2 separate regions of the Rattus norvegicus genome follow, and region 2 is linked to region 1. A link is a contact called in public Hi-C data. All regions are on one chromosome and are shown on one strand. Each heading gives the region's core, a stretch centred on a gene start, on an enhancer-like site or on the middle of the called end of the contact. The rest is flanking DNA. Distances are from core to core; before and after follow the strand shown.

The links. Hi-C and Micro-C count contacts between places; a contact is called where the count stands out from the background.
Region 2: a contact with region 1 is called in a Hi-C map of mammary epithelial cells, with 1.9 times the contacts expected there. The contact joins the promoter of Rell1 here to the enhancer-like site in region 1. A contact is called at or near these places in 3 of 12 Hi-C or Micro-C datasets (the A7r5 cell line, Schwann cells and mammary epithelial cells).

Annotation. Positions count from the first base shown.
Region 1 is chr14:44,576,494-44,580,593 of GRCr8, reverse strand. No RefSeq gene overlaps it. Among named protein-coding and RNA genes, the nearest start is that of Pgm2, 25 kb to the right of the region's middle. Within about 2 kb of position 1,898, at least 10 of the 93 cell types and tissues checked have an H3K27ac peak or open chromatin away from gene starts, as enhancers often do.
Region 2 is chr14:44,669,988-44,674,087 of GRCr8, reverse strand. It overlaps Rell1 (RELT-like 1), which reads right to left and starts at 1,792. Exons shown (of 7, transcript NM_001113776.1): 1 at 1,631-1,792. The coding sequence starts at 1,718. LOC100911506 (a long non-coding RNA gene) reads left to right here and starts at 1,882. Exons shown (of 2, transcript XR_146284.6): 1 at 1,882-2,208.

The sequences.
Region 1 (4,100 bases), core at 649-3,148:
CATAGACTGTGTGTATACTGTGTGTATGCAGTGCCTTAGAGAGGCCAAAAGAGGGTGCTGGACTCCAGGAACTAGAGTTACAGAAGGCTTTGCTATCTGCCATTTGGATAAAAGGAACTGAATCCCAATCCTCTAGAGCAGCAAGTGCCCTTAACCACTAAGCCACCTCTCCAGAAATGAGGTATGGAGAATTTTAGAAGAACCTGAAATACCGTAAAGTGATTCTAAAGAAACATGTATATCCTATCATTAGGGGGCTGGCGCAGGAAGATTCAGAGTTGAAGCCAACCTGGGCTGTAGAGAGAGGGAGTGCAAGGGAGAGAGGGAGAGAGGGATAAATCTCTATAGTGCTTTACTAAAATCTTACCTAGTTTTTTCGTGCTGAGCATACATTTGTGACTACCCTGGAAATCACTATTTCTATCCATTTTTTAAAGATTATTTATTTATTAATATATAAGTACACTGTAGCTGTCTTCAGACCTCATTACAGATGGTTGTGAGCCACCATGTGGTTGCTGGGAATTGAACTCAGGACCTCTGGAGGAGCAACTAGTGCTCTTAACCTCTGAGCCATCTCTCCAGCCCCTTATTCATTTTTTTAACACTCTTTTTCCTCATGAATTCCTTTTCTACAACATTCCTCATGTCTTGCTCCACATCACCTTGAATTAGCCACCGAGTTCTGCCTGTCGGTGTCTATATCTGTATGTGTAGTTAGACCTTGCGGCAAAGGTGTTGACACGCGTTGCCAGTATTCATTCATTCCTTCCCAGGTTGGTTTTAATAATTCTCTGCGCGTGCACATGTTCATCTTGCTGAATGTATATGGACTGCACATCTCTGAGTTCACAGCCTGTCCTGTGCAGATTTTCAAATATTTCTCTCCACAGCTGTATTCAATTTGTTAGGACGTTTTTCTTGAGTGATTTTATTTCAGCAGACTCCAGTTCAATAAAACTGAACTCTCCGGCCTGTTTGAAGTGTACTTACGAAATGAGGATTCAAAAGATTTTTTTCTCCCCCTCTTATCTGCTTGTTTGGAAATGTTTATGTTACTGTCATTTACTCTCCATGTGTGCCCCCACCAGTTTTCAACTCCCGACAATCATTTCGAGGTTCAATATTTTGAGTACACACTAGGGGACTGTGGACTATGTCTATCTGTGGTACTGTCTACATTGTAGGAGACTAATGCAGACAATTCTAACCTAAAGACTTTCCTTTGAGGGGGTCAAGATGTATTTTTTTTCTTCAGCTCATGAGCATGTGGAAGGTAAAAGCTTTGTTCCGTTTCTCCCTCTTGTTTCAAAATGAGGGAAACAGAAGATACAAAAGGAGCCACCTATGGCAAAAGATATTCTGCTGGGAATGTGGGAAAACATGGAGAATTAAAGCATCAATGAGAAGTTAAGAAGATGACTAGCAGAGGAGCATTAAATGCATAGAAGCATAAAATCGACCACTAATAAAATATATAGTTAGTATAAAAAACACACCACTACAGCACATTATTTCTAATGAAAATAAATTCTGGGGAATGGAGAGATGGCTCAGCGGTTAAGAACACTGACTGCTCTTCCAGAGGTCCTGAGTTCAAATCCCAACAACCACATGGTGGCTCACAACCATCTGTAATGAGATCCGATGCCTTTTTCTGGTGTGCCTGGAGATAGCTAGAGTGTACTCATATACAATAAATGAATGAATGAATGAATGAATGAATGAATGAATAAATAAATATTTTTTAAAAAATAGAAAATATACTACTCACAGTGATGGCCATGCCTACAAGCTCCATGATCCAAGCCCTGGGCATCTCTTCTAAGCTCCTGACTCTCTGTCACTGTTCCCATTTATACCACTGGTAATTTGCCACGATCTGCCACCCAGTGGCAAAAGCCAGAGCTCACCCGCCCCATGCTTTTCCTGTACAACAGCGCCTCCCAGCCACCCAGTGATAGAAGGCAGGCTAAAGCTCCACTAAGGACTTCAACCAGTAAGGTGACCCCAAAGTGACTCTGGAACTGTTTAGCCAATCTGACTCATTGCTGCAAGTGTGACTTAAGACACATCAGGTGGGGTTGGGGATTTAGCTCAGTGCTTGCCTAGCAAGCACAGGCCCTGGGTTCGGTCCCCAGCTCTGAAAAAAAAAGAAAAGGAAAAAAAATGACACATCAGGTGACCGTTTAACCCAGTTTACCCAGCTGTGAAAAGAGTAGACAGACAGGAAAGGCTCAGTGTAGACAAGACCTGAAAATCACTTCCAGTCTTAGCTTTTAGGATGCCATTTCCTGCTGCTCATTTTTTGTTCTTCAATGAAGAGTGAAGAGTACAAAATTAAAAATTAAAACATCATGACATCGGGGTTGGGGATTTAGCTCAGTGGTAGAGCGCTTGCCTAGGAAGCGCAAGGCCCTGGGTTCGGTCCCCAGCTCCGAAAAAAAAAGAACCAAAAAAAAAAAAAAACAAAAAAAAACCAAAACATCATGACATCATTCCCCCTTTCCTTCCTCCAAATGACCTCATCTACCCTACTTGTGTCCTCTCTCTCTCTCTCTTTCTCTCTCTCTTTCTCTCTCTCTCTCAAGTCATGTCCTTTTTCCTTTGTTTATATGGATGTATGAATATATATATTCTTATATACATTCCTAAATATATAAATTCAACCTGCTCAACTGATAAAATGTTACTGGTATGTATGTGACTTCACTGTATTGGATAACCGGTTTGGCAGCAATTCCCTGGAGAAGTGTGTGTGTGTGTGTGTGTGTGTGTGTGTGTGTGTGTGTGTGTGTGTGTGTGTGTGTGTGTGTTAGAGTCAGGGACAGCCTGTGAGGGTCAGTTGTCTACCTTAGCTTCTGGGAATCAAGCTCATCTAGTGTGGGTGGCAGGTGCAGTTTGTAAGTGAGTCATCTTGCAGGCAGCAGAACCCATTTTTGAGCCAACTAAAATCTATTTCTCCACTCAGATCCCGTAAAATTTCAGGTGATCATAAAAGAAATAGGAAAATAGCTGTAATCTTTTACAAAAATTTCAAACTAACATAAGATATAAAAACAGATTTTTAGTTTGTAGAATTTATGACATTAATCTATTATATTTATTCATAAAGCACGAAATTGTGATGAATTGCTTTGAAAGGAAAATACACCTGGGTAGAGAGATAACTTAGCAATTAAGGGCACATGACAGTCTTTTAGGGGATCTGAGTTCAGTTCCCAGCACCCACATCAGGAATCTTATAACCAACCAACTGTAGCTCCAATTCCAGGAGAGCTCCTGCTCTCTTCTGGCCTTCACAGACATCTGGATACATGGGAAACATATGCTTACAGACATAGAAACATATGCATAGATTTAAAAGCTAACTGTTAGAGAAAGAAAATTATGTCTTTTAATATATCATATATATTATATGATGTGTGTGTGTGTGTGTGTGTGTGTACTCACTATGTAGCTGCAGTTAGCCTCAAAATCACAACAATTATCTCGCCTCAGTCCCTCGAGTGCTGTGATTATGAAAAGAAACATGAAATATTTTATGTATCCTTAAAAGGTTTCTTTTTTTTTCTTCTTTTTCTTTTTTCTATTTTTCGGAGCTGGGGACCGAACTCAGGGCCTTGCGCTTGCTAGGCAAGCGCTCTACCACTGAGCTAAATCCCCAACCCCAAAAGGTTTCTTTTTTATATGAAAAAATGAAAATACTTCTTATGTAAATATTAGAACATTTATTTGTCTTTCCATCCCATCTTCATTTCTATTTGGCGATAGGCTATAGAAAAGTAAATTTTAAATTAAACACTATCATCTGTTATATCAATATTTCTATTATCAAGATAATTATTTATCACCTAGAGTTCAGTCTCTGAAGCTGCTATCCATGGACCAGGGTGCTGGCTCTGTGGGTAAAGGCACCATCTGACGAGGCTGATGACACGACCCGACTCGAGTGCTCTGAAGTATGCACACGCACACGCACACGCACACGCACATGCACACGCACACGCACATATACATGTGAGCACGCACACTACAAAATACAAAAGCCATATGTTTTTTAATTGCTACTCACTTTTGAAAATGTTTTGGGAAGAGCA
Region 2 (4,100 bases), core at 543-3,042, 94 kb before region 1:
GTTCCCAGCTCTTTCTTCCTACTTCTGGGCTTCAAGTCCCAAGAGATTGATGTCCACCGTTCCAAGCTCTTGATACAGGCCTCAAAGCCTGCTAGCAAATCTGAACTTCTATCCTTGCCATCCTCCATACTTCATTCTTTTTAAGCATTAACTCTCACCCCAAAAAGGTTACTAATAGCATGGCTAGGTAGGACTTTCTTCAGTCACACTGCAGACTCGGATGTTGTTCAGAAACCCAGCAAAACATACAGCTACTCTAGGAGTGGATTTCTCCTGATGGCTGATTACATGCCTCACTTACTAAACTGTAACAATCTGGATCCCAGGTTAAGCATTTTTTTTTTTAATTTCCAAACTCTGCAACAAGTGATACCCCAATACCTGCACCCCTCAATCTACTTTGAACCTATTTTGTACTGACAAGTCCCAGCAAAGAAACACAGAACACACAGGAACATCTCCCATCCAATAAAACTTGTCACTAGCTTCCCTTTCCCCTAGGTAGATGGCTGAAGGAAATGTGGATCTGCTAATAAATACTCAGGAGACACATTTTCTATCTATCCTTGCTAGCATGTTCTGGTTCCTAAGAAAAGTTAAGGCCAAATGATAAGCCAGTTTCAAAGCTCTAAGTGACTAGAACGTTCTCAGAAAAGAAGAGCAGGACGTTTACTTTATAGAGGAAGGCAGTCGCTGTTGGAAGCTTCCCAGCTGCTTATTATTTGAGCCTGAAGAGGAGCCACCCCTGAAGGCAAGCTTGGCAGAGCCTGCTGACGTAAGAATCAGCCTGTGGTAACCCCAAATGGCCAGGAAGGCTTAACTTTTTTTTAACGTACTTCAGTGAGGTGGCAATTAAGAGGGGGAAACAATTATTAAGAATCCCTGGTGTGTGTCTTATAAAAACAGGAGCACCAGGCAAAGGCTTCCTTAAGTAAAAGGTAGACCTCTCAGATTTCAGTTAGAAGCTCCCGCTGATGGCTTAGTTGAAGACAACACTCAGCGTCTTGGCTGGTGGCTTCCACCCGGACCAGAGTTTCCTTTTGTGATGACGGGCGATTTGATACAAAGAAAAAGCAGTATACATTATAGATGTCCTTTCCTCTTTCCCGGCCTAATTTAACCAGCATATATGGGGAGAAGTGAGAAAACCCCGACTTACTAAAGGAATCCATAACCACCTGCAAAGACTGGTACGTTCAAGGCTTTAATATAATGGAAAGAAGAAAATAAAGCGAGAAAAGAGGCTGTAAGGCAGAACCCGGTCCCGGGTGTCAAAGATCTTCGGCCGGTGAGGCCTTTGAGGACCAGGACAGTAGAAAGGGGTCCACGGCTGGGGAGAAGGCACCCCAGGAAAGCAACATCCCGCCGTTCTTAGAAGTGACGGGAAGGGAAGGCGGGATCCCGGCAGGCGGGTGGGGAGGCACTCGAGCAGTGCTGCGCGCCGCACCCGGCCCGGGCCACCCCGGGACACCCAGATGTTCAGAGCCTGATCCGGTAGCAGAGCAGGGCGTGCGCAACTCAGGGCGCGGCGGGGCAGTGGGCTCGACCGGTCCGGACCAGTCCACCCCCTGGCTCCCTTCCGTACGCAGACCCAACTCAGTAGGCATCCCGACCCGGACCAAGCACTCACCCGGGGCTACCAGCGGCGAACTCACAGCGCCTCCCACGAACACCGAACCAGCAAGCACAGCAGACCCCAGGAGTCCCCACGGAGCCATCGCCGAGTCCCTCTGTCCTTCTCGCCCTGGCTTCGACGTCCCGAGCCCAGGTAGAGGGTGAAGCTCGAGGGCTGTCCGGCCGATTGAGCGCAAAAGCTCGGCCCCGAGAAGCCCCTACTCGCTCAGCCTGGCCCCGCCAAGGACCCGCCCACCGCGCGGAAGCCCCGCCCCTGCTCGCCGCACCCGAGTCCCCTAAAGCCTGGACCCGCCTCCGCACGCACAACCCTGCCCGGGAGTCCAGGCCGCGCCTCTCCTGTCACTCCCCCTTCCCCTCAAAACCCTTGGGTCGGCGTCTGATGCGCGCCTAAGCCGTGGCCCCGCCCACTGCTGACACTCTCCGCCTCCTCTGTTGGGCGGGCTAACCCTGCCCAGAGATGTGGCGACTGCGCGGGAGCCTCGGGCTGGGGCGGGTTGCTCCTTCTCCAGGGTCCTGGGACGAGACGGACGTGGAAGAGGAAGGCAGGGAAATTAGGGCAGGAAGCCCAAGAGGGTGAGTCTGAAACTCCCAAGGCCGGCAGTTTCAGAGTGGCGGGATGGTTTTTTTTTTCTCTACTGGAGTCTTTAGCTAGTTAATTAACCTGGGTTAGTGGTCTAGGAAGGAATGCCACGTTCAAAGTCATGTTTGGTTGTTTGAAAATTAAGGATAATTGATGAAAAACTTTTAATTGTCCCCATACCATTCTGTCTAAACTACTTCTGTTGAGGAACACATTCCCACACGCTTCCAGGAATAACTTACAGGGCTTTTATTTTATTGGTTGTTTGCTTGAGTTGTGATTGGGTTTTGTTTTAATCATCTTGCAAACATTCACCTGGAACAGTTCTTCAAATTGTCCTGTCATTTCTGTCCTCACGTTCTCACATCAGCCCTGTAAGGTGAGTATTATCCCCATTTCAGGGGCCAGGAAGTGAGCCCACGATGTCTGGGCTACCTGGGCCACCATGCTCAGTATAATTATCTCCAGTGTTTGCTCATGGCTTTAATCTCAGCACCTGGCTCAAGGACAGCACGCACTAAGCATTCATAAGTTAAAGGGGAATGAGCCTTTTTCTGAATAGCTTCAGTTTAACCAACCAATAGCTTCATATTAACTAAACCCTGGAGACTACACACACACACACACACACACACACACACACACACACACACACACACACACACACACACACACACACACATATATATATACGCGGTCCTTAAAGCCCAATCTTGATGGATATGAGTTGAATGGAGGGTGAGTCTTCAGCTCCTTCTGTAGACTGACTGGCTGGTGGCCTCTAAGTTTGAAGGGGGAGTTATTTCTCCTCTCTAACACCCTCCACCCTTCTGTTACAAACATCACTGATGTTTTCCAGAGAGAGAAACTACAGGTAGCTGAGACTGAATGTCGGAGACCCTACCCTTAAGCCAAAGAAGGAACTATGGGTCCTGCACCCCGTTTGTGGCACATCCTGTAGTCTGACAAACATAAAAGAAAAGTCTTTTCTACTTTTATATCGAAGAGAAAGCTTGAGAAGAAATGCAAACCAAAGATGTACTGGCTGGGTTTTTTGTTTTGTTTTGATTTGATTTTTTTTTTCAACTGTCAACTGGACAGAAACTAGAGACATCCGAGAACCTCTTCTCGTCAATTAGGAAAATGTCTCCCTAAGATCAGGTTGTAGGTAAGCCCGAGGACATGTTTCTTAATTAGTGATTGATGGGTAGGGCCCAGCCTATTGTGGTTTCTGTAAGAAAGCAGGCTGAGCAAGCCTTGAGGAGCAAGCCAGTAACCAGCACTCCTCCATGGTCTCCTTTTCAGCTCCTGCCTCCAGGTTCCTACCCTGCTTGAGATCCCAGCTTAATTCCCTCTGGTAATAAACAGCAATGGGGAAGTGTAAGCCAAACAAGTCCTTTCCTCCGTGTGGTGGTTTGAATAGGACTGGCTCCCATAACTCATGTGTTTGAATGCTTGGTCAACAGAGAGTGACACTATTAGAAGTTGTGTCCTTGTTGGAGTAGGTGTGGCCTTGTTGGAGGAAGTGTCTCACTGGGGATTGGGGTTTGATATCTCAGAAGCTCAAGCCAGGCCTAGTGGTTCAAGGCTGCCTGAGGATCTGATGTAGAACTCTCAGCTACCTCTCCAACACCACGAGTGTCTGCATTCTGCCATGCTTCTGACCGTGATGATAATGAACTGAAACTCTGAACTGTAGGCCAGCCCCAATTAATTGTTTTCCTTTATAAGGGTTGCCATGGACATGGTGTCTCTTCACAGCAATAGAACAGTGACTAAGGCACTCCCCAAGTTGTTTTGGTCCTGGTATTTCATCAGAGCAATAGTAAACCCTAAAAAGGAAGCAATAGGGCAAACAACCGTATGGTTATCTAACTATTAAAGG